Regions from separate parts of the Oryctolagus cuniculus genome. Here regions 1 and 2 are each linked to region 3. Evidence: chromatin contacts called from public Micro-C data. All regions are on one chromosome and are shown on one strand. Each heading gives the region's core, a stretch centred on a gene start, on an enhancer-like site or on the middle of the called end of the contact. The rest is flanking DNA. Distances are from core to core; before and after follow the strand shown.

What was found. Hi-C and Micro-C count contacts between places; a contact is called where the count stands out from the background.
Region 1: a contact with region 3 is called in a Micro-C map of ear pinna, with 5 times the contacts expected there. The contact joins the enhancer-like site here to the promoter of DCAF17 in region 3. A contact is called at or near these places in 3 of 6 Hi-C or Micro-C datasets (ear pinna, skin fibroblasts and an unstated tissue).
Region 2: a contact with region 3 is called in a Micro-C map of ear pinna, with 10 times the contacts expected there. The contact joins the promoter of TLK1 here to the promoter of DCAF17 in region 3. A contact is called at or near these places in 3 of 6 Hi-C or Micro-C datasets (ear pinna, psoas muscle and an unstated tissue).

The regions. Positions count from the first base shown.
Region 1 is chr3:70,147,588-70,152,214 of mOryCun1.1, reverse strand. No RefSeq gene overlaps it. Among named protein-coding and RNA genes, the nearest start is that of GORASP2, 40 kb to the left of the region's middle. Within about 2 kb of position 3,069, at least 6 of the 8 cell types and tissues checked have an H3K27ac peak or open chromatin away from gene starts, as enhancers often do. A contact at or near this core is called in ear pinna, where this site is marked.
Region 2 is chr3:69,988,438-69,993,102 of mOryCun1.1, reverse strand. TLK1 (tousled like kinase 1) reads right to left here and starts at 3,275. Exons shown (of 21, transcript XM_002712279.5): 1 at 2,610-3,275. The coding sequence starts at 2,748.
Region 3 is chr3:69,687,755-69,692,740 of mOryCun1.1, reverse strand. It overlaps DCAF17 (DDB1 and CUL4 associated factor 17), which reads left to right and starts at 2,478. Exons shown (of 12, transcript XM_070070703.1): 1 at 2,478-2,611; 2 at 2,983-3,086. The coding sequence starts at 2,486. METTL8 (methyltransferase 8, tRNA N3-cytidine) reads right to left here and starts at 2,535. Exons shown (of 12, transcript XM_070070704.1): 1 at 2,446-2,535; 2 at 1,255-1,312. The coding sequence starts at 2,473.

The DNA.
Region 1 (4,627 bases), core at 1,820-4,319, 460 kb before region 3:
CGGTCTCTGGGCTAACGGGTATATTTATTTTATTGTAAAACAACACGCAACTTTTTTCAACGATTTGTTTTTCTCTTCCATATAGAGTGGCCCTCTTTAGTTACCTTTTAAAGAAGGCTGGGCCTTCCCCTTTAATGATCTGCCCACCGCGCTAGGGTCGGACGGCGTCTTCGAGTGGGCTCCTGGAGTCAAGTGCGAGAGCCACGCGCCCTCTAAACGGCGCCGTTTCTCCGGCCCACGGCCGAGAGAGCCCCGCGCGCCCGTCAGGCCTCGGCCCGGGTGGCGGAGGGAGCCTCTAGGCGCGGCGTCTGGGAACAGACATTCCCGGCGCCGCCCACCGACGGGTCTCCTGCGGGTTGGAGCCCCGTCTCCTCGAAGAATGGGCGATTCACGTCACGGGCAATTATCTGACTACCGGAATAGGCCGCTGAAGGGAAGTGGGACCTAGTCCCAGGCCGGCGCCCGCCTGGGCGCCCCGGGGGAAGGGCGCCAAGGCCGGGACGGTGTGCACCTGCGACGGGGCCCAGCGCCGTGCAAAGGCCCCTGCGGAACGAGCGGAAACTGGTTCGCTCCACACAGGTTTCCTCCGAGCCGCCCTGCGCATTTCAAAATGTGAATTGATTGCCAGTATTTGAAAGTCCTGCTGTTTCAAGAGCCGCGGCGCTCTTGGCCTCGCGAGGTGCCACGGGCCGGCCCTCGGCGGGCGAGCGCCCCCTGGCGGCCTGCCCACGCCGTCCCCGGAGCCGGCATCGTGGTGTCCACGCCGCTGCGGCCGCGGAAGGCCAGGCGGCGCTGGGAAACGCGGGCTCCCTGACATCAGGGAGCGGCGCCCACGGCGACCCAGGCCCCTCACTCCTGGGGACCCAAGGAACCCCGGTGCCGTGGTGGCCGGCGCTCAGACACTAGCCCGGGGCGTGGAAACAGTTCCCCGGCCAGGGCCTATGGCGGTGATTTCTCCTAACGACCACCGCCTCGGAATTTGCCAGCTGCGCGCCCAGGGACCCCGGAGCCGGAGCAGGCGTCACTGGGCCCCCGAGAAGCGCCCGGGTGAGGCTGGCGGCGGTTAGGGGACCTCCCATTTCTTGTCTGGCGCACTCGCACGTCCGTATTGTCGGATTTTTTTTTTTTTTTAAGCACATGTCAATTACTTTTTAATCAACAAAACCAATGGGATGGCTTCCACCTGGGAGCGGAGGCTCAGCCTCGAGCCAGCCTCGAGCCGCCTAGTGGTCCTGAAGCCTTTGGAGTCGCCGGCGCCCCGCCTGGACGCCGTGCGGGTCGGTGAGGGCCGTCGGCGGCCGGCCACGCACAAGGCGAGGTCCACACGGGCCGCCCCGCTGCTGAACTACCCGCGTGAAAGGCAGAAAGTGAGCGCAAACCCCTTGGCATTCTCAGGGAGCCCTGTAAAGGGCTCCAGGAGCTCAGGGCGCCTTCTGATGGTAATAAATAAGGAGCTTGGGGCCGGCGTCGTGGTGCGGCGGGCTAGGCGACTCCTTGGGAGTCCCGGCTGCTCCACTGCCGATGCAGCTCGCTGCTCACGCGCCTGGGAAGGTCGTGGAAGATGGGCCTTGCACCCACGTAGGAGACCGGGATGGAGTTCCAGGCTTTGGCCTGGCCCAGCCCTGGCCGTTGTGGGCATTTGGGGAGTGAACTCGGAATGGAAATGTGTTCTCTCCCTCCACCCCATCTCTCTCCTTCCCTGTTGCTCTTTCAAATAAATAAGGCATTTGCCAGCTTTGGGCTCTGCCACGGTTTTGTTTTTTCTTTTCCTGGAATGACAGCCCAGAAGGAAAAAGAGCATCAAACTTCAGAGACCTTGAAATTCACCTTTTCAGGTTCAGATCTCCACCGGCAAATAGTCTGTAGCCTGCAGAAAGAGCCCGGGAGTCCTCGTCTACAAGAATTGAAGGAAGGAGCAGCAGCCTGGGGCTGCTGAGAGAAGCGTGTGCAGCCTCCAGCGCCCGCGGGAAGCCGTGGGGCCCGATCCCCTCGTGGGCAGGTGGGGCTGGAGCAGCTTCCCGCCATCCCAACCCCACCCCTGAGATCCTGGGCACCCTGATGCTGCCTTATTCCTAAAGGGGTCAGGCGAGGTGGCCTGGAGGGAACATAGAGAGGGAGAGGGAGAGAGAGAGAGAGGCTGGGATTGGTGTTACCCAGACTGCGGTGCCCAGAAAAGAAAATGGTTTCTGATTTAATACTTACGTATACATTTATTTTAACATTTTTAAAAGTTGCTTTCGATCAAGCTAAAGTAGTTCCCTTTACAAATAAACTGCTGTCGGAAACAGCAAACAGTTTACAGTAGCATTGTGTTAACAGCAGGTGCCAAGCCCCGTGCTCGGGAAGTTTTCCTCTTCGTCCCAGTACGCAGGTGCATATTGTAGCTCAAATTGAGTCTCGGAGGCCTCTAGCTCACACCGTGGGGGAGCTTTAGGGTAGGAGCTGAACCTACGGAGGGCTGTCTGGTCCCAAGCGTCAGCTCCTCGCTTTGTGGAAACCAAGTTCGCCTTCCCGCAGGGCCTCGTGTCCTGCCCCCTGCCCACGCGGAGGGGGCTCGCTCAGGAACCGGGAGGGCTCCGAGCGGGGCCCGCAGTGCGCGCCGCGGGCCACCAGGTGGCGCCGCGAGCCTGGGAATGTCGCGCCGCGCCGGGAGCCGCGGGGTCTCCGGGACGGCCGGGCAGGGCCTCCGGGCGGGGCCGGGGCAGCCCCGAAGGTGGGAGCGCGTTTAGTTGTGTAGGGCGGCTCGGCTTCCCGGCGTCCCCTCCAGCCCAGCCGTTGAGCGGGATGGAGGATGCTGAAGAATCTGGGGGCCCTTTGACAATAAAACAAGAGTGGCAGCCCGCGAGGCTGCTGACTGGAAGACGCTACGCCGTTCGGGGGTGTGGCGCCCCGCAGCCCCCCAGGGAAGCAAGCGGAGCTGTGGGGACGCGGTGGGGTGCGGGTGCTCCCCTCCCCCTCCCTGCCCCCCACTCCCGGCCGGGCCCCCAGACTTGGAGCCGGCTGAGAAGCTCGCGGCCCCACAGGCCTGCGTGGGCAGAGCCCGGGCTAGGTCCCGGCCGCCATCCCCCTCCGCAGGGCGGCGCTTGCTGCCTCAGACCTGGGACCCGCAGCGCCTGGGGGGCGGCTGGGCTTGGACCCAGGTGTGTCTGACTCCCCAGGCCTCCGCGGTGGTTGGAACGGGCCAGCTGCGCTCGGAGGGCGGCCAGGGCCTGGGGTTCGGCCGAGCCACGCTGTCCGCTCGCCGGCTCGCCGCCCGGGCCTGCCCCGCGCGCTCCCTCCCGGAGGGGAGCCCCCTTAGCCGAGAGGCCGGTACCGAGGAGCCTGGTGGGGTCTCCGCCTGCGAGGTGGAGGCGGCTGTGGAACGGGCCAGCCGGCGGGTGCGGGAGCCGCTGCAGGCTGCGGGCAGCCAGAGCCCGGGCCGATTCCGAGGCCGGCGGCGCTGCAGGTCCGGCCAGTCGGGCGCCCTCGCCCCGTGACTTTCCTGGGAACTTAAAGGAAACGCACGAGTTTGTCCCCGGGGCAGCCCAGAGCCGCGTGGGTGCCCGTGGCCGAGCGTAGGAAGCTCCCCGGGGAGAAGCCTTACCGAGCCCGAGCGTGTGTGGGACAGAGTTTGGGCCAGGCGGGGAGGCACCTGCTCAGGAGTGAGTGCAGGCAGGGAGCTGCCTTGAGAGTGGCAGTGAAGGTCTCAAAGGCGACTCGGAGGCCTGGCGGGGCAGGAGTGGTCGGTGCAACCCCACGCTGCGTTCGGGGAGCTCCCGCAACGCCACCTGGGACCTCGTGCCCTGTGTCCAGCCTGCCAAGCACCTGGGCTCGGCGGCCGGTGGCGGGCAGCGGACCCAGGCGTGGCTCGTGCTGGCCGCAGAGCTTGGCGTCGCCCACGCGCTGCTGGGTTTGCAGGCGTCCCGGTGGCTTCCGTGAAAGCCTGCGAGTTCAGGTACAGAAGTGCGGCCTTGGGAGAGGCCGCCTAGTGGAGCTGCAGGGAGACCCCAGAAAAGGAGAGCACAGGAGATACCAGCCGAGGCAGGCCTGGGAAAGCCACGGGGGAAGAGCAAGAGCCAGGGAGACGCACGGGCCTCCATGGAGGTTTCCAGGGGTATCAGGCGACCCGGGAGACCTGTAGCAGGGCAGTGCCCGGTGGAGCCGCTGAGCCCTGGGACTGCTCCGCACCCAGGATGACGGGCATGGAGCCAGAGGAGTGGATGTTTGCTCCGCGGGGGTTCTGATGCGGCCCCTCGTTGGCTGTTACCGCTGTTTGCGCGCCTCCCACTGTTGTTTCCTGAGGTTTGCCACTTGTCTGTGCTCCGGAGGGCTCACAGCTGAGCCGTGTGCCTTGCGGCTCAGGTGAGACTTCGGCCTTTTGAATCCATGTGAACTGACTTGAGACCTTGACCCTGCTGGAGATGGCATGATCATGGGTGGTTGTGTTGTAATGTGAAGAGGACGCGAGTTTTGGGGAGCAGGGGCGGCAAGCTGTGGATTGGACGTGGGTCCTTTACTCATGTACGTGTTTAACCCCCCAAGGTCATCCAGGGTGCTGAGAGGGGGGCAGTAATCCAGTGGCAGGGGGGAGGGGGTGTCCATGGGTTGTGCCCTTGGGAGGGCGCTCCTAGGAGGCAGTGGGCCCAAC
Region 2 (4,665 bases), core at 2,026-4,525, 300 kb before region 3:
CCGGCTGCTCCACTTCCCATCCAGCTCTCTGCTATAGCCTGGGAAAGCAGTGGAAGATGACCTAAGTGCTTAGGCCCCTGCACCCATGGGGAGACCCAGAGAAGTTCCTGGCGCATCTCCAGCCGTTGCGGCCAACTGGGGAGTGAACCAGCGAATGGAAGACCTCTCTCTCTCTGCCTCTCCTTTTCTCTCTGTGTAACTCTGACTTTCAAGTAAATAAAATAAATCTTAAAAAAAAAAAAGGTTTCTCAACTTCAGAAATTTATACAACATTCTAACATGCATACCTGTAAAAGGTGCTAAACACTTGTTAACATAAAAACTGGAATTTCAATCAACAGAAAGTATCTCTGTCTTGATACCTGAAGCTTCACATAGACAATTCGCGTTAGCATTAGTGAAATCCGAGAATACAGCTCCAAGCTTCAAAATGAATGTACTACCCTAGAGGCTTAACAGTTTTAACTTACATGTTGTTCGGTCAAAAAGAAATATCCCACTGTGGCCATACAGGCACTTGGTGTGAACTGTAACTTTCACAAAGCATGTTCTATGATTTCTTGCATTAACAAACTCACTAGTTTAGATTACATACAAATCTATCATAATCTACACTGTTGGGAAAGATTCTGGTTATTTGGAAGTTCAAGACAAAATATTCCAACCCCTCAAAATTGCCAAGTATCAGGAAAAGTTCAAGTTACCTCAGAAACTCATATTCTAGGTTTTATGGCTCATATAATACAAAAAAAAAATGGTTCATGGAATTCATTTTGGTGCAAAAAACTCTGAAACCTATGCATATTTTTTCATAAACCATATTTTCCATGAACTTTCTGAAGACCCCTCAGAGATGTCAACAAACAATTCAACACTGTTCCTCAGTATCTAGTACAGAGTCTGGTTTATATTAATGGCTCAATAAATACTTGAGAAATGAATAAAATAATGAATGATGAAAAGGCATAGTTTTTTTTAAAAAGTCTCAACTCACAATACTCTCATTAAGCATCTTAATGCAACTGTAAAAGTAAAGGGATGCTAAAATTAACAACTGCCCTATTTACAAAATACATTCTAAAACCTCCATTTACAAATTTTCCAGTGCAAAAAGGAAAATCATGTGGTGGATTAAATTCGAGTCATTCAATAAATAAACTTCCATCTTCTGATAATGAAAACTCGGTGCTGGGGTGAGATGAAAGGAGGAAATGTCTGTCAGTGTATTCGGTATGTTTAATGGATGCCATAAATCAAGCCCTTTCCATGAATTTTCTAGAGCATATTCATGCCAATCTTTGAGCCTATTGTCACTTTCACACATGCTCACAGGAACAAAATGACAAAGAATGCTATGCCTGAACCACTGGATTCAGGGCACAAAACACTTGATTAACAATTGTCAAGACTCTGAATAGTAAATACCGACAGATATTTTCAAAATAAATTAATCCCACCGTTTCCTCATAATCGAATCCTTTATTTCTTTAAAAGATTCACCAGACTATCAGACTTCCAGAGCTTTTTTTTTTTTAATATGTGCCTACAGTCTCCTTGTACGAAATAACTGGGAACGAACAACCCATTTACCAATCGCTGATGAACACCGCCAAGCGTTTTCCAGACAAAAGAGCCTTAAGAGATTCCATGCGCACTTCTCCTTCCCCCAGAAATGCATGCTCTCCCAAATTTCATTTTATGTCGTATACCCAAAGTTAAATACAGCAAGTTGAAATTTCAGTCGAAAGCACTCCGGTGCCTTACTAGCTGTGTAACTGCTACATCTGGCGGCAGCACGCTTGCATGCAAGAAGCCAGCAAACTTAGAAAACAATTGTAACCGATCTGGAGCGTGACTGCAGTAACCTTTACGCAGCTATTTCCCACAAAACCCACAACCCTGTCAGAGAAGAACAGTAGCCTCCTTGCACCCGACAAGATAACACACGAGCACGCAGGAGGCGATGTCGAACGAGAGAAAGTTGCAACCATCTGGAGGGGGTGGTTTTAAAAGCCTGCCCACGAGTCAGTCTGCCGTTTGAATTGCTCTAGGGGGCCACGCAGGGGATCAAAGTGCGCTAGATAAATCCGGCGGCTCTACCCCCAAAGGGCAGCGACCCTGCAAGCGAGGGGCATCCTCCAGGTGCCGCCGGGTAGCGGAGCTCGCAGAGCGGGGACCGCCTCTATGGGAGGAGTGCGCCGGGGAAGGGGAGGGGGCTCCAGGATGAAGGCTCCAACCGGAGGGAAAACCCACCGGGGACAGGAGGCCAGGAGGTTAAGAGTGCCGAGTGTCCTAGCAAATGGAGCAGGAAGGGGGCTCGCGGCCGGGGGCAGGCTTCCCACCCTCGCAGGACCGGCTCGGAGGAACCCCAGGCGAGTCTCTGCGCCTCGCCCCGTCCCCACCAGCGCGCACCCCCTCGCCCGTCCCCTCCGCCACCCGCGAGCCGCCACCCACAGCCACAGCGCACTACCTCCCCTTGGCCCGGCGGCCTCGCGTCCACCTCGCCACCATCCCCCACCTCGGGGTCGGGCGGGGGAGACCCGGGGGGCGCGGGGGCCGCTGCGCGGGCGCAGAGGCCCGGGAGCGGGCGCGGGCGCGGTGGCGCTTACCTTCCCTGGGCCTCCCGGATGGCGGCGTGTGATTCAGCAGGGACCTGGCCGCCGCCGCCGAGCCCGGGGTTGGAGACGTGGAGAGCTGGGACCAAGATGGCGGCCCCTCCAAACTTCCACTGCTACTTTGGACACTCATCAAGCTACTTTCTGGGAACCCGACTCCCCCCCTGCGACGGCAGCGGCGGCAACGGCACCGGCACCCGCCTCCGTCATGGCGGGGGCCGCGCTGAGGGCGAGCGAGAGCGCGAGGGCAGGGAGGGGAGAGTCAAGGGGATGGGGGAGGAAACCGAGAGCAGGGGAGGTGGGGAGGGACGAGGTGAGGGAAGGAGAGGGGACGGGGAGGAGGGAAAGGGGGAGAAGCGAGGGAGCGGGCGGGCGCGCCGGAGAGGAGGCGGAGGGACGGAGCGCAGCGGCGGAGGCGTCGAGGGGGCGCCCGCCGGGGCCGGGGTCGGAGCGCGGGCGGAGCGCGGGCTGCGCCGGCTGAGGAGACTTCCGCGGGCGGAACCTGCCGGCACCTCTGCAGTGCGTCGGCCCCCGGCGTCGCCCGGCCGGCAGCGGCGGTGGCGGCGGCGGCGGCGGCGGCGGGCGGTGGGTGGCGGCTGAGGCGGCGGGGTAACCTCTGCATCAGTTACAGGCGGCGGCGGCGTCACGCGCCGCCTGTGCAAACACTATCGCGAGGCTCCTGCGCCTCCGGTAGCAGCGGCGGCGGCGGCGGCCGCAGCAGCGGGCATGGGGGAGGGCCCTGCCGGGGGCTGGGGGCGGGGGGTGAGGAGGGAGCTAGCGCGCGCGAGGGGAGGAGACGCGGGCGCCGGGCGGGTTGCAGCGCGGCGCGGGAGCCCGGGGTCGAGGGACTCGCGTGCGCGGGGGCAGCCTGCTCGCGGCGGCCGGAGGGAGGCGCGCCCCGCTCGCGCCCCCGCCGCGCCGCTCGGGCTCCCGCGCCGCTGCCACCTGCCTCCCCCTCTCCGCCTCGGCAGCGCGCCTGGCTCCAGACCCACACCCAGCCGGGGGAAGGAACGCTTCTGCTGCCTCTCGGCTGTCGCGTCTCGGGAGTTCGATGTGATGGTTTCTCAAAATGGAACTGAAAAGTTGCGAGTTGCTTCTTTCTCGCCCCTCAGCACGGCGAGGGGCGTGTGCGCCTCCACGTCTACAGAATGGGAGTAATTACCAAATAAAGGAGCCGAGGAGAAAAAGTGGGGAGGGGGTGCGGCGAGGGGAGTGGGAAAACCAAACTTTCTAATGTTTTCTGAAAAAGACAATGTTGAGTAAAGGAATTGAGAATCACCACCGGTGTTGTAGATCTATGTGCAGAATAGCAGTGCTTTGTTTTAAAACTGTAAGTGGAAAATCTAAACGGAAAATTTTGATCACTGAATTCACGTATTAGGAAAACTGTACAGGGTTCATCTTGTAGAAGAGGGTACGATTTCTAGAAATTTCCAACGTGTTTCCAGTGCCTCTGCTGAGCAGACTACAAAAATCCCAAAACAAATTACAGCATTTGCTATAATTTATAGATACAGTGTAGCTGTTTCCACGCCCATACACGTACACACACACACACACACACACACACCAGGGACTGGGTATCGCCTACAGGAAAGAGCAGCCTAACAGTTCAGGAAAAAATACAGCAAGGTTATTGCTCTTTTTGAAAACCAAATTGCATCGAACACGAAAAAAAGATTATGATGCAGAGCAACTGTATAGACGTGAGGAAATGACATGATTACCAGGGGGACGAAAATGCCACTTCTATTTTTTATTTTTATGACTTGGCATTTCTCATAGTTAATGTTTTGTTCAGATAAACTCACACTAGAATAGAGCCTTGGTTGTCAGCCTCAGAAATAATTTTAGTTTTCTTGTGCTTTAGATACTCCAGTGAGTTTTTGGCGTGTTTCACTTTTCAAACTTAACAGGGAGCTCCCACAACTTTATTGAGGTATAATTGACGTACAGTAAGCCGCACATGTTTATGATTTGGTACACTGATGGGTATGCATGCCTGAAACCACCCCTGCAAGAATACATCTTTACCCTCCAAGGTTTAAGG
Region 3 (4,986 bases), core at 1,229-3,728:
CAGACCTACAATTATATTTCACACACTGAAAATTGTCGCTCCCCCTCTTCGTGGAGGAGCAACACTGAACCCTGCCTAGGCTTCATATCCGAGTCACGGCACCATTATGTCGCTCCCCCTCTTCGTGGAGGAACGACACAGGACCCTGCGCTGTTCTTTTCGTCTGCTCGGCCCTCCCCGGGTTTGCTGCTGGTTCTTCCCGGGTTGGCTACTATCCCTTCCACCTCCGTGGAAGGGCAGTTCCCCCTGGCCACATTCCCCACTTCCGCAGGGGAGCGGCACACCGCCGGCCGGCTTTCTCGGGGGCTGCACGGGTGTTCCTTCAGCTAGATGTTCCCCTTAGATGTTCCCGGTGCATGCCGTTTCTCTCCTCCTTTATAGTCCTCCTCCGCCAATCCTAACTCGGCTGCCCACACGCCGAGTACGCTGCTCTCCTCCAATCAGGAGCAAGTCCTACAGTTTATTAGTTGAACTGGAGGCAGCTGTGCGGAAGCTGTTTACTTCTCTCCCAGCGCCATATTGTGGGAGAGCAGATGCATAGAATAAGTCTTAATTCCAGTAACTCAGTCTAGTCCGGCTGCTCCCCACAAAAATGCTTGTTTTTTTCTGTGTGCAAATAGGAACAGGATGCTCTCCACCTCTTTTTATGAGGCAGCGAGTGAAATGTTTTAAATTAACAATGGAAGATCCTGCCTACCTCCTCAGCTGGCTTCAGAAATTCTGCTATGGGTGATTGGAAGCTACTGCAAGGCTGTAACAGGCAAATGACAGCTCTGTGCTTTAGAACAATCACTCTGACAGCAGTGGGGAGGGCACCAAGTTTCCCAGATGAGATGCGTAAGAGTTAGCATCAAAAGGAATTAGGCTGCTGGTGAGAAAGTGGGGCACACAGGAGAACTCTTCCTTGGGTGACTTGGAGGTGAGCTAAAGGCCACAGGAAGACAGAGTGAGGGTGGCCAAGAGGAAGGAGAAGAGAGAAATGCCAAGATCAGCTCAGCAATGGTTAGAATTTCATTTCTGCCCAAGGAAACCCAGTTATCTTTTCTGGGTTCCCGCTTTCTCAGTGACAGCTGCATTCGTGAATTCCAGATGAACTATTATAGCACCCTCTAAAAATATACAAAGCACTCCACCCTGAGCTGTAAATAGGTCATCACAAAATCAGCAAAAACCCAGGCTCCCAAGGAAACTCAGTAAGGTAAAAAGGAGATAACGCAAGTTTGTAGGAAACAAATTGTGACTCAAGGCACTCACCAAGTGTTGTAGTTTCTGCTCTGACACTCAGAGGCAATCCCTCGCTTCCACTGAGCACCTGTGGACAAGAGACACCAAGTCCACGTGGTTCACACAGACACCATCCTCAAGGGCTCGCGGCACAGCAATGGGACACACCTGGCACATGGGTATCGACATTTTTTAGGGTACTGGGAACTGGGAACACACCAGCAGGGCTGGTGCTTAACAAAGTTTTCCTTCACTTGGAGACGTCAACGCGGAACGTCTTAGGCAGTCCAGTAAGAATATAAGTATTTCATATTTTATTCCCCGTAAGGAAAGGAATCGAGGGGAAGGAAATTGCAGCAATTATCCCCAAACCAGGCAGTCTCCCCACAGGCCACAGAAGAGCCAGCCTCTGGGAAAGGGTAACCCTATCCTAGTTTGCTGGGAGAGGCGGCATCTTCCACCACTGACCAGAGCCGTGTTTATGCCCTCAAACGTTCAACAGTCAGCCTCACCCACAGCGTGCAACGTGCGGCTGCAGGAAAGTCGTGGGGGCGTACCTTTAGCACCTGACCCCGTTTAGGGGAGAGGGGGGTCGCAGTCGACACAGGGCCCTTCGGGGGACCTGGTCAGAGCCTCCCAGAGCGAAAGGCTGAGAGGCGTGAGGGTACCAGGGCGGTAAAGAACCGATCACTGAGTTCAGGAAGCGCGAAAGCAGCGGAGACCAGGAGGCGGCAGCACCAAGCCCCGGGATTCGCCCCGTCGCGCAGAGCGCAGACCCGGAAAGGCCCGCCAGTCCCCCAGGGCAGCCGCGGCTAGACCGGAGGAGGCGGGGCAGAGCGAAGCCAGGAGGCGCCAAGGTTGGGACAGGTTAGAGGCAGGGCCTAGGCGCGTTGGGGGCGGGGCCGCGGCAAACACGCGTGCCCCGTAGCCTAATGGGAATTGTAGTTCTAGGAAGCCGCCAGATTGTTCTAAGAACTACATTTCCCAACTACAGAGCTGCTGCGGCAGGTTGCGCTGTGTAGGGGCGTCGGGTAGTTCGCAGCCCGAGTGCTTCTGAGTGGGCAAGCCGCACCCCCCCCCCCCTTTCTCCTTCGTTCTTCTTTAGCACTGGGGCGTCTCCGGCCTTGTGCCTCCTGTCCACTCCCCCGTGCCCGCTTTTCTTGGGCTCCACCAGGAAAGTTGGGGCCTCCAGGTTTGGAGGTAGCGACTCCTGCCTCTCACCGGTGTGAGGGGCGCGCCCCTCTTCCATCGGGCCAGCCCCATGGGCCCCACCCGGAAGCCTAACGTCTGCAGCCGGCTGAGTCGCCGGGCGCTGGGCTTCTTCTCGCGTGATGCAGGCGTGGTGCAGAGGACGAACCTGGGCATCCTGCGGGCGCTGGTGTGCCAGGTGACCGGCTGGGGGCCTGACGGCGGGCAGCGGGGCGCCTGGCGGGCAGGCCTCTGGTTGGGGTGCAGCATTGAGCCCCCTTTTAAGAGGGTCACACGCGAAGGGGAAGGGAATGAGTGCCCTGAACATGGGGAATTAGTAACAGGAGTTAATAGGGCCTCCAGATGCGTTTAGTTTTAAGCTGCTTAATATCTTCTGCAAGGAAAAGTTGGTAACCGTATTAAACCAAAACGTGAGGGCAAAGTGAGGAGGAGCTGAAAATGATGTTTTTAGAGAGTTTACATGAAACTATTTTGAAAATTGTAATTTTAGCTATCCCACTTAAAATCGCGTGCACATGAGCTTATGTGTACTCTCCTTGTGTTTTTCAGAAAAGTACTAAATTTAAGAATGTTTGGACAACTCATTCCAAGTCGCCGATAGCCTATGAGAGAGGAAGAATATATTTTGACAATTACCGGTGCTGTATCAGCAGGTAACTTTCCATTCATAGCTTTTGCCGTAATTCACCTCACTGTTAATCATTTGCATAGAACCACATGAGTACAGCTGGGCTTAATGAAGTAGGAGAATGGGTCCAAAATAAGACTAGACGGTAATTCATGTAATTTAAAAATCTCATTAAATCTAAGTTACAAGTTGCTTGTTTGTAGATGCCAGCTTGAAGCAAAGCTACTTTACTGTGCAGGCACAATGATAGATTGCTCAGGGTACTGCTTCATAGCCTACTTAAAAGATAGCAGAATCAACAGTGCTGGTCACCAGATTACCAAATACGTTTTGGAGAAGAATGTCTGTATTTTGGTTGGAAGCGCTTGTCTTTTTTGTTTTTATGAGAAGCTTCTTCCATCAAGTGCAGAGTGTTTATAGATCCGGGATGTTCCACAACAACCTTGCCTGTCACTGTCCAGTGACAGCCTGAAGGGAAAGCTGAGGAGAACCTCACGTACCCGGTACCTGCATTCAAGCGCTCTCAGCATCTGCTGAGCTTCTCTGTCTCATTCATTCTCCTTTATCTCCGTATTTTAAAGACACTCAGAGCATTATCAGTTTGTATCTCTTTAAAAAAGGGGGCATTTTCTCTACATTTCAAGTAACTTTTAGTGCATTCACAAACATACACAGCTATCGCTGCAGTTAATTTTAAGTTTTTTAGTGTGGATCATAATCTTGAAAGCCATAATCCTAAACGTTGAAAATCTCAAGAGATAAAAATCCCTAAAGTCTAAAATCATGAGACTGTCAATCCTACCGATGAAAGTCCTGAAAGCTACAACTCCTATTACATAAAGAAAAGTTATGTAAGAGAGCCCAAAATCTGTGGAAGAGATTGGCATGTTTTTGTTGTGCTCAGGATCTCTCCATAGGTAGTGCAGTTACTTTATTGTGTAGTATTCCTCATCCATCTCTCTCTGTCTTTTCAAGTCTCACTGAAATTCATTTTACATATCCATGTCCTATAATCACTGAATGCCTTGTTGCAGTTTTTATTTTGAATAAACTTTATCTGTTAATAATAAGAAAAGCAAAGAATTTTGTTTTACCTTTAATTATTCCTTCTCTAATACTCTTCCATTCATTGTGGAGATTGGAGTTTCTGAATCATTTTTCTTCTCTCTGAAAAACTTCCTTTAATATTCCTAAAAAGGCAGGTCTGCAGCCAACATATTCCTCAATTTTTGTCTGAGAAATTTTTCCTTTATTTTTGAAGGATGATTTCTCTGGACATAGAATTCTAATTTGTTGAGATTTTCATTGTTGGTGGTTTCTCCTTTTAACACTAGGTGTTTCACGCCACTCTATGCTTGTTTGCATGAGCTCTGAAGAGAAGTTCATTATAATTATTATCCTGGTTCCTCTATAGTTAAGGTGCTTTTATTTCCCTCTGGGTTCTTTCAAGATTTTCTCTTCTTAAATCTTTTTAATTTGTTTATTTGAAAGGTGGAAGGACAGAGATCTTCTGTCTTCTGTTTCACTCCCCAAATGGCCACAATAGCAAGGGCTGGACCAGGCCAAAGCCAGGAACTGGGAGCTTCTTCCAGGTCTTCCACGTGGATAGCAAGGGCCCAAGCACTTGGGCCACCTTCTGCCTGCCCAGGTGCAGTAGTAGGAAGTTGGAATAGAAGTGGAGCAGCTGGAACTTGAACTGGCAGTGCTGTATGGGTTACTGGAGTCAGAAGTGATGGCTTAACCCACTATGCCACAGTGCTGACCCCTTTCTCTTCATATTTCATTTTCTCTTTTTTGAATATGATGTATGTGGTGTAGATTTTCTGGTATTTATCCTACTAGGAGTTCTTTGAGCTTCCTGGATTTGTGGTTTGTTACCTGTTAGTACTTTTGGAAAATTCTTAGCCATTGTTTCACATATTTTT